Linked DNA regions of Mus musculus: regions 2, 3 and 4 are each linked to region 1. A link is a contact called in public Hi-C data. All regions are on one chromosome and are shown on one strand. The core of a region is the stretch at or near the end of the contact, and the rest is flanking DNA. Distances in the headings are between cores, read along the strand shown.

The links. Hi-C and Micro-C count contacts between places; a contact is called where the count stands out from the background.
Region 2: a contact with region 1 is called in a Hi-C map of nephron progenitors, with 2.1 times the contacts expected there. The contact joins two enhancer-like sites. A contact is called at or near these places in 2 of 484 Hi-C or Micro-C datasets (nephron progenitors and uterus) and 1 of 115 datasets of contacts at active chromatin or transcription factors (kidney).
Region 3: a contact with region 1 is called in a Hi-C map of uterus, with 7 times the contacts expected there. The contact joins the promoter of Pcdh18 here to the enhancer-like site in region 1. A contact is called at or near these places in 3 of 39 promoter capture datasets (cranial neural crest, frontonasal cranial neural crest and maxillary cranial neural crest), 6 of 484 Hi-C or Micro-C datasets (granulosa cells, myocytes, nephron progenitors and 3 more) and 4 of 115 datasets of contacts at active chromatin or transcription factors (astrocytes, craniofacial prominence, embryonic forebrain and 1 more).
Region 4: a Hi-C map of uterus shows a contact between it and region 1, with 4 times the contacts expected there. The contact joins two enhancer-like sites. A contact is called at or near these places in 1 of 39 promoter capture datasets (cranial neural crest) and 1 of 484 Hi-C or Micro-C datasets (uterus).

Annotation. Positions count from the first base shown.
Region 1 is chr3:50,380,248-50,382,947 of GRCm38.p6, forward strand. It overlaps Slc7a11 (solute carrier family 7 (cationic amino acid transporter, y+ system), member 11), which reads right to left. Exons shown (of 12, transcript NM_011990.2): 8 at 1,628-1,731; 9 at 725-821. Among named protein-coding and RNA genes, the nearest start is that of Slc7a11, 62 kb to the right of the region's middle. Within about 2 kb of position 1,449, at least 72 of the 459 cell types and tissues checked have an H3K27ac peak or open chromatin away from gene starts, as enhancers often do. A contact at or near this core is called in embryonic forebrain, nephron progenitors, neural progenitor cells and 1 more, where this site is marked.
Region 2 is chr3:50,982,917-50,985,616 of GRCm38.p6, forward strand. No RefSeq gene overlaps it. Among named protein-coding and RNA genes, the nearest start is that of Gm35756, 59 kb to the right of the region's middle. Within about 2 kb of position 1,380, at least 52 of the 459 cell types and tissues checked have an H3K27ac peak or open chromatin away from gene starts, as enhancers often do. A contact at or near this core is called in nephron progenitors and uterus, where this site is marked.
Region 3 is chr3:49,756,036-49,758,735 of GRCm38.p6, forward strand. Pcdh18 (protocadherin 18) reads right to left here and starts at 1,281. Exons shown (of 4, transcript NM_130448.3): 1 at 1-1,281. The coding sequence starts at 829.
Region 4 is chr3:49,641,285-49,643,984 of GRCm38.p6, forward strand. It overlaps the pseudogene Gm29741. Among named protein-coding and RNA genes, the nearest start is that of Gm23096, 16 kb to the right of the region's middle. Within about 2 kb of position 1,362, at least 101 of the 459 cell types and tissues checked have an H3K27ac peak or open chromatin away from gene starts, as enhancers often do. A contact at or near this core is called in uterus, where this site is marked.

The sequences.
Region 1 (2,700 bases), core at 199-2,698:
AGAAATTTCAAGGAAACATTCTGAAAGAAATTAAATGCATGGAGAAGGAAAAAAAAAATCCAGGGTCCCCTTGACAGCAGATTCTGGTTAAGAAAAAAAAATGTTACTAAAATCAGAGGGGGGGGGGATGACTATAGCATTGCTGATGGGTATTTGAGGGCTCTTACACCTTTTGTATCCCACATTTCACAAATATTGTCCCCATCCTAGAGAATTCCACAGTTTGCATTTAGGGGTTTTCTTTCTTCTAAGGTTTGCTCTCACAGGTCTCAGTTACTCTTGGAGAACCATTTCTCTGCTTGGTGTTTTATCATCTATGCTTTGAATTACGTTGTATGGCAGGAGCCAGGAGGAGACAATGGATAATTTTTGCACAGTCTGCTTTCAGCTGAACTCTGAGTCTGGAGTTTAGATTGTAACCTTGTGGGTTTTTCTTTTTCTTTCCTTTGAGGTTCTCGGCCAAGGAGAGAAACCACAGCCTTCATTTCCCTTCACACCTTACAAATTTCTGCAAAGGTGAAACGGAACTAAGGTGGGTCATATCCCAGGGCATCCAATACACATCAAAAGCACGCCATGGAAGCAAGCCATTGCAACATCTCTGGCCTCCCAGAAAATGATACATGGAGCACCAACTGAGTGGTGAATCGGGATGTCAGGTTTATTCCCTCCTTCCTAACCGTTTTGTGAGGTTGTATCTACATTACTTGTTAATATGCATTACCAAAACAATAACAGCTGGCAGAGGAGTGTGCTTGTGGACATGAATCATAGAGAGGATTTCCGGAAGGTGCCCTTCTCGAGATGCGACGTAGAATAACCTGCGGGGAGAAAAACGGTGAAGTTGACTATAGAATCAATCATTCAAATGGGTAACATTCTTAAATCCCCGAAGCAATATGGACGAATCTTCCTCATGCTAGGCATCTTGACATTTCTTATCTGGTCATTTGAGTTGTGCTTTGGAAACAAAGGGCAGATTTCATCATAAGTCTCTTTTCAGGACATACAGTGTCTGGGAAATATCTTATATCACTCCGAGGAAAAACAATAGCAATATTGCACTGAGTGGAGTTCTCCCTATACTTGAGTAGCTGCTGGCAAATTCAGTGCTAGATTGCTAGTGTCAGTCCAAGCTAGCACTCATTCAGTGCACAGGTACACACATGTACATGCATGTTGTGTTAACATTTCTCTAATTTAAACTGTAACATAGACCAAAAAAAAAAAAAAAAAAAAAAAGATTTTTTTGTGCCATCTAACTAAGGAAAAAAAATGGTTACCGATGGTGGAGTGGTGATTTCTGCTTTCAATTTTACTCTTTTTCGTGGCACCTTCAGGAAAACAAAAGACTTTATCGCTAGAAATAAAGGCCGTTATAAGACCCTGTAGACTCACTCTTTTTAAAAATGCAGCATGCCTGGCTCAGAGTGGGCTATGTGTAGACACGCAGCGCCCTCTACTGGACAGAATGAAACCTGCTTCACTGGAATCTACGAGGAACTCGCATATCCCTTTAAAAACAACAGGTTCGGAGGAACTATTGCTTTTCTCTTTAAAAGTTATCCTTATCACATCCAATCTCTAAAACAAAAATGTGTTTCTGAAAATACATGAACTCCCTCACCTGGAGACAGCGAACACACCACCGTTCATGGAGCCGAAGCAGGAGAGGGCAACAAAGATCGGGACTGCTAATGAGAATTTTCCCAGCAGCCGCTCAGAGAAGGTCTGAGGAAGGAAAGAACGGAACAAATTAATGCTTTCCCCGAAAGTGGAATAAAATGAAACAATTTAGGCCAAACTTGCTCTTTGACTTTCTATTAGCCTGGTGCTACGTGAATGTTTTATAATCCTTCTTTTTCGTTAGGGTCAAACTGACTCCACAAGACAATCACCAGCAGCGGGTACCACGGCATTCCTTGTCTCAGACCTGTGGGCAAAGGTCTAAGCAGTCGCCTTCTCTGTCCCTCCAAAGCAACGATCCGTTTACTGACTCTTTATCAACTATCGCCTCCGATAAGAGGAAGGGGCTCAGTTCGGAAATTCTACATTTAGAGACAGAAATTGTTCTGCACAATCCCAGAAAGCCACCTTTGTATGAAGAGGTATAGATACACACTGGCGAGTGTTTCGGGTACTTGTTTCACATACCAACCTCAGTTCGGGAGGATAAATCAAAACAATAGACAAGTTGACCATTTCATCACAGGAGTGAGCCACTCTGGAGGTTCTTTACCGGGTAAGCCCTACCAGCTGAACCTGTTTATGGAGTCAGCCCTCCCCCACCCTAGGAGGCCATCATTTCCTTCCAGGGTTTCCTGTAAAAGGCTAGAACAAAATTCCAATCCTGACAAGCGACAGAAACTATAAATAAATGAAATAAATGGTAGACAAAGTTCTAAGCTTTCCTCCTAGGCTGTCATGGGGGTAGTCTTGCACATTTGTATAAAGGATGCTGTTTGTTGTTGTTGTTGTTGTTAATATAAGATTTTTTTTTCATTGTCCTTGATGCAGCTGGTGTTATGCAATTAGCAGACCCCATTATGCTTTCCACAAATTAGTGCTGCCCTTTGCCTAGAAACGTGAGGCAACCGACCAGACACCGGAAGCTTTGTCCATTTCACTGCCTGACAGCACTGCAGTGGACAAAGCCCTCAGACACTGGTTCACAGGACAGGAGTTAACCGTTCCCTGTGG
Region 2 (2,700 bases), core at 130-2,629, 600 kb after region 1:
GCTGGAGGTGAGTGGGTGGACCGGGCAGTTTATCGTCTCTGCCTCCTCATTTATTATCACAGGGCACTACCTCAACTGATCAAAATCAAGGGCCACATATCACCCGAGTTATTGGGATGAAAGACAAAATACATCCTTTGTTCTCTCTCTAGAAGAGTATTTCAAATAATCACGGCAATAAATCTGATTTTCAAAATACCCCAAAATAGATTTGGCTTCCTCAAGAGTAGAATGACTATGGGTTTGGCTTTCCCGGAGCAGTTGTGGGCATTTTTCCAATGTGCGATTTTTTCCAGTGTACAAATATTCCTTTTTAAACATTTTCATCAGCCTATGAATATTCTTACTTATCAGGTCAGCTTGTAGAACTGTGTCAGTCTGCACTCTCTGCCTGCAGCTTGCACATCTGCTCTTGATTTACACAGGGAATGGCGGGTTATCAGCAGGGTGAGTTCAGCTCTAATCTGCTGCCTGACATAAGGCCATAACCCTCTGAAACACCTCAGCATACACATGGCCCAGTAAAACAGCATTCATTCAAATGGCGCCTTCTCTGAATCCAACCTGAAATTTAACGTGAGCAAAATTTTATGAGGTGCCTATTGTGTTCCTGTAGGGTCAGTAGAAGAGCCACGGAAAGTCTTGCTTAAGAAGCAGACTGGATAGGGCAGCTCAGAGGTAGCGTGTGTGCTTAGCATGCACAGACCCTGGGTTCAGTCCTCAGCATCAAGAAAAAAGAAGACAGAGGAGAAGTAGGAGGAAGAGGAGGAAGAAGAGGAGGAGGAAGAGAAAGAGGAAGAGGAAGAAAACACACATGGAAGAAATAGAGGCAAGTAAACACCCGGGCAGATAAAGGACCAAAACTGCAACTTTCAAAGAAATCCTGAAGTCTTTTTTAAATGCCAGAAATCAGGCCACAAGCATCAAACAAGGACAAAAACTGAAAGTAGAATTTCTTTTCCTTAATCTATTGAGAAGACATGACAAGTTTTGACACTGAGAAGAAATGACATAAATGTGACAACCTCAGACCCTTAACACAGAAAACTTGAAGTAAAAACTTGTGCCAGAGAGACAGATGGAACACATCACTCAGTCCCAGCATCCTAAAATACACGGAGCCTTTGCACACCATCCCTCCGAACCATGAAAGCAACATCATTTAACACAATCATTAAATGCAAGAGCCATAACATGCATAACAACCATGTGTAGGTGATAGCAGCCTGCTGGAAAAACACCCAGGACATCTCAGACTCCGCTGGCAGACTGAACAAAGAGAGCTTCACACGACTCCCACACAGTGCTGGAAAACGCAGTGATCCACGGAAAGCAATTGAGGAAAGATGACAAGCCCCAGCTTAACATCATCCAGCAAGCTCACGATCAGGAATAACTCAACTGAGAATGGCAATCTCTGTGCCCACGGATCGAGCACAGGCTAACCGTACAGACGGAGGGTACAAAGGAGGGAGGCCTAAGTGGTCATTTTGAGGACAAGATATGCCTCTTCTAGGGGTCTCCAAAATCGAGCATTTTTGAAATGAAATGTTATCTGTGAACAAGCCATTACAGCCCAGGACAGCATCAGCTAACAAAGCCTGAAGGCCAGTGAGGCCACCTTCTCAGCCTGTTTTATTATCTGTTGCCACTGTTGCTATGACAACTTTTCAGAGGCTTTATTGAAGACCAAGAAAAACCTCTACAGGCACTGATCTTGTCTGCAGGACATGAAAGAGCTGGTCAGTTTGGTGAAGGTTAAATGGTCAGGGCAGCTCACAAACACTGCTTAGGAGCCTTCTATCTCCAATTTCAAAAATTGTCTGAAATATTCACTTATATTGTCACAAAAGTATATAAAAGGTTCTTTATAAACCTTAATATAATAATTCCACAGAACCCCCCAAAGACTACCCTTTCTGATTCCTAGACTCAAGATGAAGTTTTCTCCTGTCTCAGCATGGGCATCCCAAGTGGAAAGAAGATTTTGTTTGTTTGCTCGTTTGTTTGCTTGTTTGGTATGTCGGTTTCTTGGACCACTTGGCATTCAACCTCATGAGAAGGAGACCTTTGATGCAGAAAACCAAAATGGAGCTCAGAAAGTCCCCCATGTCTCCGTGGGTCAAGGACATGCAGCCCAAGTAAAACAGAGCAGGAAGAACATCTCCTTGTGGCCCCGTTCTAGCAAGAACCATGCTGACTCCCCTCTGCGATTATTTACTTCCCACCTTCCCCAACGTGGTGCTCGTGATAATTGCTAACTTTGTGAGATGTCGGAACACGGCCACTTATGTAAAGCAAAGTGCCTTTCGACATTTATGAAGTGCAGATTCTCTATAAATACAGGAGAGTGCTAATCACCCAAGCACCCCTAGGCACAGTAGATCAATACTGAAGATGAATACTCCTCTTTCATTGAAATTCAGAAGGAAAAAAAATCCATTTGTTACCTCTCTGATAAACTAGCACACTCTGTAACTTGCCAAATAAAATTTAAGATCAGAGCTTATTGCTCAGACACAGAAATTTGGGGAAGAAAACAATCATGGGTCAACGTGAACTATATCCTCTCCCCGTCTAGATCTATAGAGAGATATATGAGCACAAGCACTTTTGGAGAGAGAGAGCAACGGCAAGCCTGTCACTCACCTTGTGACCTCTTATAAAATAAAAGCATCCATTGTGAGTAACCTGTAACAT
Region 3 (2,700 bases), core at 31-2,530, 620 kb before region 1:
CGCCCTCATCTGGATCGGTGGCATTTAGATCAAGGAGCAAGGTTCCAACTGGGGAGTTTTCTAAGAGTTGTATTGTGTAAGAAGGCTGCTCAAAGGCCGGGCTGTTGTCGTTGGAATCCGAAATGCTGATTTTCAGGATGGAGGAGCCAGACCTCTGAGGCACTCCCATGTCGGAGGCGGTGAGCTGAAGCTCGTAGCTAGCCTTCAGCTCCCGATCCAACTCTTTCACCACTATGAGTTCAGCGTACTTGGCCCCGTCTGTCCTGGTTCGCACTTCGATATTAAAATAATCATTAGCAGAGAGCGAGTAGGTGTGGAGGGAATTTTCCCCAACATCTGGGTCGAACGCACTGTCCAGGGGGATACGAGTCCCAACTGCTGCGCTCTCCGATATCTCAATGGGAATGACGGGTCTCGAGAATTGGGGGGAATTGTCATTAATGTCCAGCACGTCCACTTCAATGTGGAACAGCTGCAGATGCTCGGTCGGCAGAGTGAGCACATCAAACTCTATCGAACAGTTCAAGTTTTTTTGGCATAGTTGCTCGCGGTCAATTTTAGCCCCTATGCTGATTTCTCCGGTATTCTCATTTACGACCAGGAGAGGAGAATTCCCCCGTGGCATGGCTCGAAAACGAACAGCAGAAGGATTTGGTAGCTTCAATAAAACATCAGCCACATCTTCTGATAGTCTAGCAATTACCGATCCGACCCTCTGCTCCTCATAAATCCTGTATTTCAGATTCTTAGCCAGGACATCGTGGCTGAAAAACGCCATCAGAAGTGCAAGTGCAAATCTAAAGTGCATTTTAGTATTCATTTGGTGCATTGGTCAGTTGCTAGATTCCCTTCTCAGGGCGAGTTAGAAGAGCCCAGCAATCCCTTCAACTTCCTCCCAGCCACTCAGAGCTCTAAGCCACATCGGGTCTCAGAGTCTTGAAAGCGACTCTTAATCACACAGCAATTAAACAGCTCGCAAACTTCAGTTTTCATACACACCGTTTGGCGACTTCCAGATAGGAGCGTGAAGTCCCTTCCTGGTAGGGGTGGCCGCTGGTCCTCCTGGCTGGGAGCAGCGTGTCACCTCGGCCTGGCTCCCCGCGTGGACTCCGTCCCCATCTATTGCAGGGTGCTGGCGGAGTCTGCAGTCTGTGTTTCCCGGGCGATTCTTGATTTTCCCCCCTTTCCTTTTCTCTGCTCCGCTGCAGACTAAACACCGGTGATTGCTGACTCCAGTCTGAAAATCTCTACAACTTCACTTCAACTCAGACAAAGCTCTTTGCCTGGCGTGTGTTGAATCGCTTCCAGCCAATCAGCGAGCTTCCAAATCCGAAGCTGCTGGAGTCACCGGAGCGAGGGAGGGCGCGCGTGGAGGGTGGGAGCGGGAGGGTGGCGGGCGCGGGTTGGGGACCCGCTAGGGGCGCGGGAGCGCGGCCGGGGGTGGGGTTCAGCCCTCCCGCCCCTCCTCCATCTCCATCCACTTTCTCCAAGCGTGCCGCGACAAAGGGGAGACAAATTACAGCAGGAGAGCGGTGTGGGGGTGGGGAGACCGGGAGGGAAGGAAAAAGAAAGGAAGAAAAAAACTTTAAATCAACTTCTGGTCGCCTGTATTTATATATGGCACATTAAATAGTTCTTGTTTTCTTAATTGATCTTTTCTTCTGCTACAAACATGTAATCATCTTGCTTTTTTCAGGGTTCCTTAACTGCTGGTTTCACTTAAAATACCTCCAAGTGAATTTTGTCGGTGGAGGAATTTAATAAAATGGGGAAACTTGCTTCTAATTATGCACACACCCCCTCCCCCTCGGCGGGTCTTTTCTCCTCCAAGGAGCAGCAAGCCGATTTTCTTGGAGCTCTGTTTTAAAGAACAGCCCAAGTGGAGAGGTTTCATTTTCTGCTTTCTTTCATCTTTACTCTTTGAAGATAAGAAAGGGGCCTATCTTGCACTCCCGATTTCTCTTAATTAGCAAGATTTAAAGGAACACCTCAGAGTTTGGAACTAATTAGCAAAAAAATTCTACCTTATTTCAGCCCTTTCTTTAGCTTGAGCAAAATTGTTCCATATATATATATATATATATATATATATATATAGCCTTGCACTTAAAAAAATCCTATTTATTTTGGGCAAAATTGATAGCTTGGGTAAAATTGGTAGCCTTCGCCTAGCGAATTCTTCCAATAGAGTACTATCTACCCATAGTGAGTTTTCACAATGAGTTCTGAGGAGACATGGACTCAATAGTTTACAAGTCAAATTTTTATAATACATACATTATTTATGAAAACAGTTTCCAGATATGTATTTTAAAAACCCAAAGGTTGTTTACACTGAGAAATAAAATGCCTGAGCTGAAAATTGCATTTTGTGTGCATCAGAGTGCTGGAAATATCTCAGGAGGTTGGTGCTGTATCCAGGTCACGGGGTTGATATGGTATTCTTATTGGGAAATATGATTATTTATGATGCTCCTTCTGCTCTGCGGCTCCTTTTAAGTTTATCACTCTGGCTCCATTCTTGCTCACCCTCCCCACCCCCCCTTTGCATTATCCCTCAGCTGTCTTCAGCTACTTGCAAATTCTGTGCTTCACAGAATCTCCATGTAACTTATTTGACATTTATTTTTCTCCTATTTTGCCCCCCAGAAACACATTTTTTTAAAAAGTAATTTTCTGATTTTTCCACTTTGCTTACTC
Region 4 (2,700 bases), core at 112-2,611, 740 kb before region 1:
CTTTGGTATAGGAGTTAGTCAATTGCCCCTTTTCTTTGCAAGCATAGATTATATCTTTGTCTAGCAGAGGCAAATGTCCACTTAACACTCAACTGAGATGGCATGAGTAACAAAAAGACCCGAAGGTTTTGTTTTCCAGTTTTCTTTGGCTAATCAGGATACATTTATTCTGGAGAATATTCTGAATAAAATATTTTTTCTTCAAAGCATGAGTTTAGAGCAGCTGCTTTTCATGGTACACACCTGCAAGGTATTACGGAATGATGTGTTTTTAAAAGGAGTGCTTCAAAATCCTATGTTCAATTTGTGCCTCCCAGCTCAGACTCACTCTCTGCCTGCTGTGTGTTCAGCAGGCCCTGCTTACTGTCTCCCTGACCCTGGTTGCCTAGTTACAAAATCCTCTTTGTGATTTGTGAGATGCTCATCCTGATTGAGAGCAATGGATTTATTTATTTTTTTCCTAAAGTAAACTTAAGAGAGTTTCTATTTCAGAGTGGAACATATTAAAACCAGTAAACCTTGCCAAATTTAGACATGTAGTTCCCACGGAGAAAACTTATCAACTAGAGTTTTTGTCTCTTCCAAATTCTTTCTGGTCAATAGGGCCAAGAGTTTCCTTCTGGTTCTACAGAAAAGTAACTTCACGTAGCTCCTAAAAAAGGATAGATTATAAAATCAAGTTTAAATATAAAAATACATTACAAAAATTTAGTATATTTTAAGTGGATTGAGCATCTCTCTAGTTTTCTCATTGTTTCTATAAATGAACTTGAGAGAAAATACATTGTAAGTAAATTGCCAGGTTGAAACATTTCAAATAATACGTTTTTTGTTTTGTTAATTAACACAGTGCATTTCAAATTTCAAGCCACATAGCTCTGTGCTAGTGTCCAAGCAAACTGCTTATCAAACAAGTATTTATAGAAACCACTTATCTATCTAATTTTTTCTAAGGCATTTTTTTTACCACTAACAAATTCAAGTGGAGTTAATGCACAGTTTCATGATGATTTCTGTGGATCACAAACACACTAATATAGTAGTGATTGTTGATTACAAGAGTTTGGGTGCAATAACTCTGAAGATTTCTTAAAGAGATGCCAACTGGCAAGCGGAGCTAAGTACCACAGTCCAGTTCTGAAATAACTAGCCCATTATGTCATAGGCTCCGCTTGCTCCTCTGACACTTGAGCGTGTACACCCACTGCAGTCAGGATAATTGGTACCAGCTGTTTAACTGTTGATCTTTTTTCTTTTAACTTTGGCCAGGAGCCAAGCTGACTTAAAAGCCAGGATTCTAAAAAGAGCCTGAAGACTCCTGCCAATGTATATGTATGTTTTTGTTTCAAGCTGCCTTGCTGGAGTAGTTCATTCCAAGGCCATGATGGAGAAAAGACAGTAACACAGATGCAAGTGAAAATAGGCTGTCTAGCTTCTAAGAGTCAGAGGGAAGCCAAAATGTGTGACTCAAACATCTCATTTTTCCACTCTTTTCTTTCCAGAGCAACAGTTTCCACTCACTGGTGTGACCAGCAATTTGTTTTTATCCTCCAGATATTTTCTGTAACAGAGTTTTGTGGTGAATGTGAATAATGGGTTCAGGGTCTTAAAAATGTAGTTTCCTCCTCTTTTTATTTATTTATTTTTTTTGTCAAGCCATTGAAGAAAAATTTATCTTGACAACCAGCAAATATGAAACAATATCCTTCCCCTAATCCCTAAAGTAATAGACCCAGAAAGGATAGGATCGGGTACCTGATGCCCCTGATAGAGTATGAGAAGTGTATTCAAAGATCCAAACAGAGTTAGTTACTAGAAAATGTGTATTGGTGGTGACCTTCTCAACTACTACTTAAAGCAACTGCTTTGTAAAACATCATAGTTAAAACAAACTGTAAAATTCTAATTATTAAAAGTATGATAAAGCATTAAACTGGATTTTAGTGTTCTGATAGTATTCAAGTTTCATTTCGGGTAATAGTAAAATCCTAGTTGTAAGAAAATTATTAGAGCATCTTCAGAAAGTTAGAAAAGTGGGTGGGTGGGTTGGTGGGGGAGCTCCCTCCTGGAAGCAGGGTGGAGGGAGGATGGGATAGGGGGTTTGAAGAGGGGAAACAGGGAAGGGGGATGCCATTCGTAATGTAAATAAATAAAATAATGTATAAAAATATAGAAAACGAAAAGGAATAACATGGCAACAGGAAAATCAAATCGTTGTAAAGGTTGAAAACACAGATATGAGTAGAAAAATCAGGGAACTAATGCAAATATTTTCAGAGTCTGAGAAAAGAAAGAAATGTTAAAAATAATATGAAGGGCGGTGGGCAGCCTCTGACCGAAACTGGGCCTCAACCAGATGGTGGTGGTGAGGCACAGCTGCCAGCCCTGGGGCTCGATCCTCCGGCTGTTCGGGCGGCCTGGGAAGTGGCTTTGCTGCGCTGCTCTTCCTGGGCCCTTCTTGGGTTGTGTATGGGACCAACTATCGCCAAACCATCTTCATATTTATCAGCAGTTCTGGCGGTGAGCAAATCAACCAGGTGGCCCTGGAGGCCTGGCGCAGCCTCGGGGACAGGGAAGATATCAGCCTACAGGAGGTGGAGCCAGTAATCTCCCGAGCTGTGATGGATAACCCTCAGCATGGCTTCTGGCGGTCTGGCATCATGGAGGAGCACCTGCTGGATGCTGTGGTGCCCTTCCTCC